Linked DNA regions of Mus musculus: all the other regions are linked to region 3. Evidence: chromatin contacts called from public Hi-C and HiChIP or PLAC-seq data. All regions are on one chromosome and are shown on one strand. Each heading gives the region's core, a stretch centred on a gene start, on an enhancer-like site or on the middle of the called end of the contact. The rest is flanking DNA. Distances are from core to core; before and after follow the strand shown.

Region 1 (2,834 bases), core at 104-2,603, 910 kb after region 3:
GAGACACAAGCTCCGGGGGGGGGGGGGGTACTGGTTAGTTCATATTGTTGTTCCACCTATAGGGTTGCAGATCCCTTTAGCTCCTTGGTTACTTTCTCTAGCTCCTCCATTGTGGGCCCTGTGATCCATCCAATAGCTGACTGTGAGCATCCCCTTCTGTGTTTGCTAGGCCCTGGCATAGTCTCACAAGAGACAGCTATATCTGGGTCCTTTCAAGAAAATGCCTCTGTATTTTAGAATTTCTGGTGTTAACAAAGGAATTAAGGAACAAATGGAAGTCTAGTTGACTTGATTTGTTTAAAGACTGAGATTATGAAAATTTTGTTTGCATTATTTGATGATAATATTCATAGCCATCCAAGTAGGTCACTTAATCTACCTAAATAAGGGTGCTAATTTTTTATTGCTTAGATTATTAATGAAAATGTAGATAAAATGTAATAATAGATGATAATCTAACCAGGAATTATCATTGTATCAGAAGTATGTACAGACAGAGACCGGGTGATCATTCAGTGATTAGAAGCAAGCACTGGCTGTTTTCATTAAGGACTCAAGGTTCAGTTCCTAGCACCCACATGGTCACTCATAACACCCTGTATCTCCAGTTCCAGGAAATTTAATGCCTTCCTCTGACTCCCATGGTCTTCTATACAAAAGCAGTACACAGATATTCAACAGGGTTCACATACATGCACACAAACAATCTTAAACAATGTGTCTTATATCAATCAATCTTAAACAATAAGTTTACAGACATAGCTCACTTTCCATCTCCTTCATTCCTTCCTTCCTCCCCTCCCTCCCTCCCTCCTTCTTTCCTTCCCTCCCTTCCTCTTTCCTTCCTGACTTCTCTCCTTACTTTGTTCTTTCCTCCTCTTTTGCTGTCACCCAAATACTTCCTTCTTCTCCTCTGTATTCATCTTCTTCCCTATCTGTCTCTGTCTCCTTCCTTGAACCCTCCTTCCTTTTGTGACAGGATCCACTTATGAAGTCCAGACTAACCTCAAGCTGACTCTGAAATACAATGACTGGCAAGTGGTTAACCCTATGTCTTTTCGAATGTAACAATGCAACTTATCTCAAATTCAAGATTTGGGAAAAAATTACTTGAGAGATAAATGAAAATCTCCATGCCCTTAAAAATAGCCGAATGTGGGCCACTCCTAGAGCTGTTTGTTTTTAAATGATATACAGTGAAAACACAATTATTAAGAATGAGAAACCCAGCTGTGATTTGGGTCTATCAAATTTCGGGAAGTTGCTTTTTTTTCACTATTTATAGTCTATGGAAGCTAAAGTCTACTTTTGTAAGAAAATTTCCTTCAATTTGAAAGTCAGTGTTTATTTTAAAAGGGGAAGAATCCATATGGTTTTGACTCCCCCACACTTGACTCATCCAAATGCAGTTTTGTAAGAGCTGTTTGAAGTAGAAAGCTTTTTGAAAAATTTTTTATGAGCTTTTTTGTCTCTTTTCCTCCTCAGAAAAGGAAGTGATGCTTTGCCAAGTATAAACAAAGTTAATCACTAAACAATTTTATGTCCTAAAATAATGAAACTGGAGTGCGTGTTGAATTTGACAGAAGTAACTCTTTCATCCTCAATGAAATTGTTGCCCAAACTTGTTCAGAGACAGCTTTCTCGGAAGGACCACTCCTGGCAAAAGCAATGCCACTCCACAGGCTTCCAGGGAAACACAGGACAGTAGCTGCATCTTTTGTTTCCCGCCCAGAGTATACTTACTGCATTTGGGGGCAGGGGACACACAGAAGTCACAGAAGAAGGTTATTAAATGTTATGACTGGGCCAAATAATTAGCTCTCAGGAACATAAGTGATGAAGCCATGCTACATGGGTACCTTTCAGGACTGTGACCTGACCAGTAAGTCCTGGACAGTTAGAACATGTTCCTATGCATGTTTTCATAATGAAATCTAGAATCATGGTCAGGACACTGAGGCCTGCTGGCTGAGAGCAGCTATTAGCTGCTTTCATAAATAAAGTTTTATAGACATAAGCAAACCCATTCATGTCCATATTGCACATGCCTGGTTTTGTTTTACAAGGATAGCCACCATCTGAAAGGCAAAACATAAGCTATTTTTAGTATAAGCCTTTTTATTAATTCTTTGAGAATGGTCATAGAATATACTTTAACAATATTCACCACCAACTCCTCTTCTTAACTCTACCCAGATCCACCCCCAACGTCATGTTTTTGTGCCCCCCCCCAAAAAAAAACTACCCATTAGCTCCAATTTGTGCTGTCCATGAAATTCCAGGGATAGGGACATCCACTGGAGTGTGGTCACCCTACTAGGGTTTATACTTTGTTTCCTTAAGTGATCTTTCCCCCAAAAGAACCATCAATTGTCCATATATCCTCAGTTATCACTGGGGTTCATGAAACCCCTCCTACTCCATGCTGACTGGTTTGATCTTGTGAAGGTCTCATGCAGACAACCATGGCTTCTGTGAGCTCATGAATACAGTGGTCCAGTTATATCCAGAAGATACTGCTTCTCAAGGTGCCTCTCTGACCTCTGGTTCTTAAAGCCTTTCAATACCTTCTTCCTTGGTTGTCTCTGAGGCTGGGGCAGCAGATATGAGCACAGGTGAGCATTCCAAGGACATTTCTTCTGTTGACTCTGACTACTAGTGATAAGCCAAAATTATTACTGTGTCCTTTCCACAAAACAAGGTCATGTGACTCCTAGTAAGGTTCATACAGAGCACATATGTAACACTGATCTGCTAAACTTTTACTGTGGTTCAAATGGTGATTTTTTTTAAAAAATAAAATGCTGTTTTATTTTTCATTACCAAACAAAGCC
Region 2 (2,700 bases), core at 81-2,580, 790 kb after region 3:
CTTCTGGATAAGGCACACAAATCTTAAAACAGGGTTGCTTTTTTTTTTTTTTTTTAAATCAAGTCTCTGAAACTTAAAAGGATTGGATCATGTCAGCCAAATGCTGGCTATCCTGGAAAATGGTACAGGGAGGAGGGAATGGATGGTCATCCCGATGTGAGGTACTAGGCAGTGTCTTTATGTACCGAATAGCTCATTCTGCAGATTGTCTTCCTCACTCATGCTACCTTGCATGTGTGCTCGAGCAGGGGATGCTCATAAAGACTGCGACTCAAATGCACAGCTTTGCAAACATCTCTAATGAGCTTATCATCTGTAATGTAATGGAGACATCTTTATAACTTATATAAAGTGAGTGGGTAAAGTGAGTGAAATGAGGTGTGTGCCCCCAACTTTTTTCCCTATTGCTTTAATATCGACAGCAAACTGAGGCCACATTCCTATACATTACAAAGGGTGACTCGGTTACACAGAGAAGGCCACTTATTGCAAGTAACCACTCTGTGTTTTGGTTTATGGAACTCCTGGCAAACTCGTGTTTTTCTGTCATGAAAAAATCTTCAGGGTTACTCTAATTGACCCAGTTTTTCCATAAATACCGTTCTGGTGGATTGCTGTTCCGTTCTCCCTCTAGAGGAAATAGTGAGCATTACAACTCAGTCTCAGAGAGGTGGGGGAAGCAGTCTAATTGAAATACAGGCTTGAGACTAATAACATAGCTCAGTACTAGAAGCCATCACGATCAGGAACTCTAAATGCACAGCCCCTTCTGTATTCGTCCAGTGCCAGTATCAGTATGTGTATTTTCCCTAAAGCAAACAAGCAAACAAAATGTCTTTAACCCTGTTCAAGTGTCTTTCCTGAAAACAACGGATGTACTGAGATAGCCATCTTCTTGTATACTGGGAATATAGAAGGCTGGATGTCAGGCTGCTGCTTATTCACCGGTAGTCCATTTCCTCTGGTAAAATTAAAATATTTGTCTTTTTCTCCAGTCAAATAAGAAACTAATAAAATGTATAAAGGGCATAAGAGGTGACTTATAATAGAGAGTTCTTTTCTTTTCCAAAAAACTCATAGCCATACTTAGAAGTAAACACACAGAGATACACACACACACACACACACACACACACACACACACACACACACTTTACAACTACCACCACCACCAAATAGACCTTACAGGAAGTTTCTTCTCTGTTTGATATCTCCTCATCTAAGCTCCTGCCTTACATTTCAGAACAATGACAGGACTTGTCTCTCCAGTGTGGGTACCGTGGAAAGGCCAGCACAAGGAGATAGCCTGGGTGACAGGAAGTCTGTTATCAGAAATCTGTGCCAGTGCAGGGAGGGGCTGACGAGTGGAAGGCTAGAGGAAAAAGGGAGGGGAGACTTAATGTATGTCCTTGTAAAAAGAAGCCAGTGTGTGTTCTATCTGCATTTTGAAAGCTTGAGCAATTACTAATGAAATGTTTGCTTCTTCAAATTATTGTTGGTGAGAGTAACGGAAGCATTAGAAATTTTCTTTCATTTATTTCTTTAGTGCTGTCTGTTATTTTATGGATAATACATGTGATAAATTCCATGAGGTGGTAAGTAAATATTGCTTCTTTTCTACTCTCTAATCTCTTAACTCCCCTCACAAACACACACAGCACAGAATTTACCATCCTCTTATGATTGGTCTGGGGATCTGAGACCATGCGCAGAAGTCACATCATACACCTTGAGCAGGTGGTCTTTATGTATCTCGGAATATATATTCATCAATTCATCAATTGATGAATAAAGAGCCCATGGAATTTAAAGACACAAAGACTGGGTCTTCGGGAAGGTTTGGAGGACGTAAGAAACAGAGGAAATGAAGTAATTATATTATAATCTCAAAAGTAAAATAAAGAATTAAAAATATTTCCTGAGACAATATACATATAAATAAGAATATACATTATGTACTTAGTCAGTGTTCCATTGCCACGAAGAGACCCCATGACCACAGCAACTCTTATAAAGGAAAACATTTAATTGGGTTTTCCTTATGGTTTCAGAGGCTTAATATGAACTGACATTCTAGCAGAAAGCCGGTGTGCAGGCAGACATGGTGCTGGAGAAGTTGAGAGTTGCACATCTGGTCCATAGGCAGCAGGAAGAGGGAGAGACTCTAGGTTTGGCCTAGGCTTCTGAAACCTCAAAGACCATCCCCAATGACACCCTTCTTCCATGAACCCTTCCAAATAGTGCTCCCTCCAAGCATTCAAATATATGAGCCTATGTGGCCATTCTTATTCAAAGCACATTATACATGTATATTTGATTCTCTTGACTTTAGGAACTATGTTCTACAGGTTCTTTGTGATCACCAAATTGAGTTTTGTGTCTATTGTAGTACTGTTCCTATGGGGAACACAAAAGCAGGTTTCTGTAAGCCTCTTGTCTACTGATCAATATATAATCTTATTTTATGTGTGGAGACATCTTACTTATGATTCATTAACATCGAACTCACAGTCAATGGCATTATAATTCATGCCTGGACAAAGCTCTTCTGTCACACGTTTTCTTGGCAAGGCACACAGCAATATTCATGCATGGAGGAATACTAGACAGCACATTCACACTTGCCTCAAAAAGTGCTTTAAAGAATAAAATTATCAAGAAGAAACAAGAAAAATTGGGAAAATCCAGCACTTATTAGAT
Region 3 (2,887 bases), core at 143-2,642:
GTGAAGTGAAGAGGAATAAGATGTATGGTCCGTACTCAACACCTACAGTTCTAGTCAGGAGACAGATCAAGAGAATGCCTTGGTAGGCACAAGAAAGGGTACAGAAGCCCACAAAAGCCATGAATCACAGAGGCCTCCAGGGGTAGAGGAATCCTAGAGGAGGATAGGCTAGAGAGAGGCTTGGAAGAAAGCTCAGGCTTTAGAAACACAGAGGGTCCATTTACTCTTCCAGAAGGGACTGTGTCAAACTGAGAATGCCTACGAGGAGGTCAGAGAGCGCAGTGAGCAGCTACCACTGTGTTGTCTATGTTAGCACAGGGGGAGTCCTCTGACACCCTTGTGCCTCACAGTATGGCCTAAGCTCTGATATCCGTAACCACTCCTCCCCCAGAGACTGTTAGAAATGCAGAATTCGGTGCCTGGCATCAGAAGCACTCAAACAGAATCTGCAAGATCTCCGTGAACATTTGAGAATCGCTAGGCTCAGTCTTTCCAGAGTCCTTCTTTTCGATGCATCACAAAGACTGAGCAGAATCCACAGGCCCTTTTCTCTGCCCTTTGCCCCACCCCTACCCCTTCTGCAGAAGCCTCCTTGTCTATCAGGGCCTGAGAGACGCTTCCTCTTAACTGCTCTACCTAAAACCCAGCATCCTCTTCCTGTCGCTTGAATGCCATGCTCTTCTTGGCCTCCCTCAGGGCCACTGATCTGTGAATGTCTGCCTTTGAGAATGCGAAGCAAAGCTATTGGGCACTCAGATAACTACAAAACAGGGTGACCTCTGACAGGAGCTAGTCTCAAGCAACTGGCCTGTGTATGTCGTGGTGAGCCTGAAAGAATACTGTACATCAGCATTGCTTGTGCTCCACAGGGCCTGTGAAAGGGCAGCACAGCCCTCACCTTGGAATAGGAACACCCCAGGCTTAGAGAAGTATCCCCAAACCTGGAGTGGGGCCTGCTGGCTCATCTGGCTATTTGGTTCAGACTTCTGATTCACAGCCACCATCCAAGAAGATTCCAGGTTCAGTAGAATTCAGGGAAAGAGACCCTGTGGCTGGGTGTGGCGTCATTCTTCTGTAATTCCAACATGTGGGATGCTGAGGTAAGATGACAGTGAGTTTGAGGCCACCACAGACTCCAGTTTGAGCTCCTGTTCTCCACACATATAGGAAACATTGTGCACCAACTCCGAAATGTGCTCTGGCTTCAGTCATGACACATGTTTTGAACTTGTGACTCCCAATCACATAACACAACACAATAAAGCAAGAAAGACGACGACAACAACAACAACAAATTGAACAAACTGAACTGACAGCTCTTCTTAGAGCCTTCAGAGAATTGAGGTCACAGACTGCTGCCGACAAGCAAGAGCGGCAGGCCCATGAGTGTGGAGAACGTCAGTTCACCAAAAGCAGAAGTGTGGAAACAGAAACCACTACCACCCACCAACAAATTGCTATTGTTCCCGTCTGCTCAAGCCTGAGAATTGGATATCTTAGAGGGTCTAAACAAAGGAACTTTCCTGAGTTTTACTGATATTAGACTCCTACTGTGAAAAAACAAAAGTAAAATACTGTATTGCTTCCCCACGGGGTAGGGACATCGTCATTTTAAAATATACCTGAAGTTCTGGGTTCTCCTTGCTAAGACTTAACCTTCAGGACACTGGTGCAGCAGAGCCTGACTCATGGGGTTTTACCAGGGGCTTAACTGATCTGGGAAGGGAAATACCCAACTTGGCCTCACTGAAACACGGAACTGATCCGGGACTGTTAAATTGTCTCTTCCTTCTACCAACAGGTCAACAGCCCTCCCAAGAACACAGAGAGAGCAGCAGAAAAAACCTGCAGGCCTCAAGCCGGTTCAGGAGTCTTTAGGCTGACCCAAAGATAACAGAGGTGGCACAAAGGACATGGGAAGTTCCATCTCTTTCACACATCTAAGCCTCCAGAAATGATAGCCAGATAAACACAAAGGGACACTAAACTCAGATGCCTCTACAGTGAAGCTCTTCGTGTACCCAAGTAGTAGTCTGCTCACATGGAATGTTCTAGCACCTCTACTTAGTATAAAGGACTAAGGGAAACAGCCACATGGTTTGGCATTAAGAGAAGAAATAAAGTCACTTTACAAAGCCCTGACAGTTGTCCTTTAGCCACAAGCAAGTATTTATCCTGAGGTCCTCCGGCCCTGTGAAATCCACAACAGCTGAGACATCCCTCGTGGTTCACGCCTATAATCCCATTACTTGGAAGGCTGAGTCAAGGAGCTAGCCTTGAACTTCAGGCCAGCCTGGGCTACAGAGAATGACCCTAACTAAGAAATAAAAACACACAGGAATTGTACTTTAGAGCCTTAGGAGATTATATGTTTCAAGTCATCAAGCTGTCAATGAAGGCTTTATGGTTTATTGTGATAAGAAGTTCAGTTAATTAGTAAGTATTTTAGATGATGTTCTCTTGGTGAGTCTTGTTTTTTTTTTTTTAATTAGCTATTTTCTTTATTTACATTTCAAATGTTATTCCCTTTCCTAGTTTCCCCTCTGAAAACCCCCTATCCCTCCTCCCACCCCTGCTCACCAACCCACCCACTCCCTCTTCCTGGCCTTGGCAGTCCCCTACACTGGGGCATAGAACCTTCACAAGACCAAGGGCCTCTCCTCCCATTGATGACCGACTAGGCCATCCTCTGCTACATATGCAGCTAGGGCCATGAGTCCCACCATGTGTTTTCTTTGATTGGTGATTTATACCCAGGGAGCTCTGGAGATACTGGTTCATATTGTTGTTCCTCCTATGGGGCTGCAAACCCCTTCAGTTCCTTGGGTACTTTCTCTAGCTCCTTCATTGGGGACCCTGTGCTCAGTCCAATGGATGGCTGTGAGCA

What was found. Hi-C and Micro-C count contacts between places; a contact is called where the count stands out from the background. HiChIP or PLAC-seq counts read pairs in DNA pulled down with a chosen protein or histone mark.
Region 1: a Hi-C map of bone marrow-derived macrophages shows a contact between it and region 3, with 11 read pairs. The contact joins two enhancer-like sites. A contact is called at or near these places in 1 of 484 Hi-C or Micro-C datasets (bone marrow-derived macrophages) and 2 of 115 datasets of contacts at active chromatin or transcription factors (embryonic basal ganglia and embryonic stem cells).
Region 2: a contact with region 3 is called in an H3K27ac HiChIP or PLAC-seq map of thymic regulatory T cells, with 3 times the contacts expected there. The contact joins two enhancer-like sites. A contact is called at or near these places in 1 of 484 Hi-C or Micro-C datasets (CD4 T cells) and 4 of 115 datasets of contacts at active chromatin or transcription factors (bone marrow-derived dendritic cells, large pre-B cells, memory CD8 T cells and 1 more).

The regions. Positions count from the first base shown.
Region 1 is chr10:97,281,633-97,284,466 of GRCm38.p6, forward strand. No RefSeq gene overlaps it. Among named protein-coding and RNA genes, the nearest start is that of Gm34044, 47 kb to the left of the region's middle. Within about 2 kb of position 1,354, at least 11 of the 459 cell types and tissues checked have an H3K27ac peak or open chromatin away from gene starts, as enhancers often do. A contact at or near this core is called in bone marrow-derived macrophages, where this site is marked.
Region 2 is chr10:97,159,806-97,162,505 of GRCm38.p6, forward strand. No RefSeq gene overlaps it. Among named protein-coding and RNA genes, the nearest start is that of Gm34044, 75 kb to the right of the region's middle. Within about 2 kb of position 1,331, at least 29 of the 459 cell types and tissues checked have an H3K27ac peak or open chromatin away from gene starts, as enhancers often do. A contact at or near this core is called in memory CD8 T cells and thymic regulatory T cells, where this site is marked.
Region 3 is chr10:96,373,034-96,375,920 of GRCm38.p6, forward strand. No RefSeq gene overlaps it. Among named protein-coding and RNA genes, the nearest start is that of Gm33782, 65 kb to the left of the region's middle. Within about 2 kb of position 1,393, at least 141 of the 459 cell types and tissues checked have an H3K27ac peak or open chromatin away from gene starts, as enhancers often do. A contact at or near this core is called in bone marrow-derived macrophages, memory CD8 T cells and thymic regulatory T cells, where this site is marked.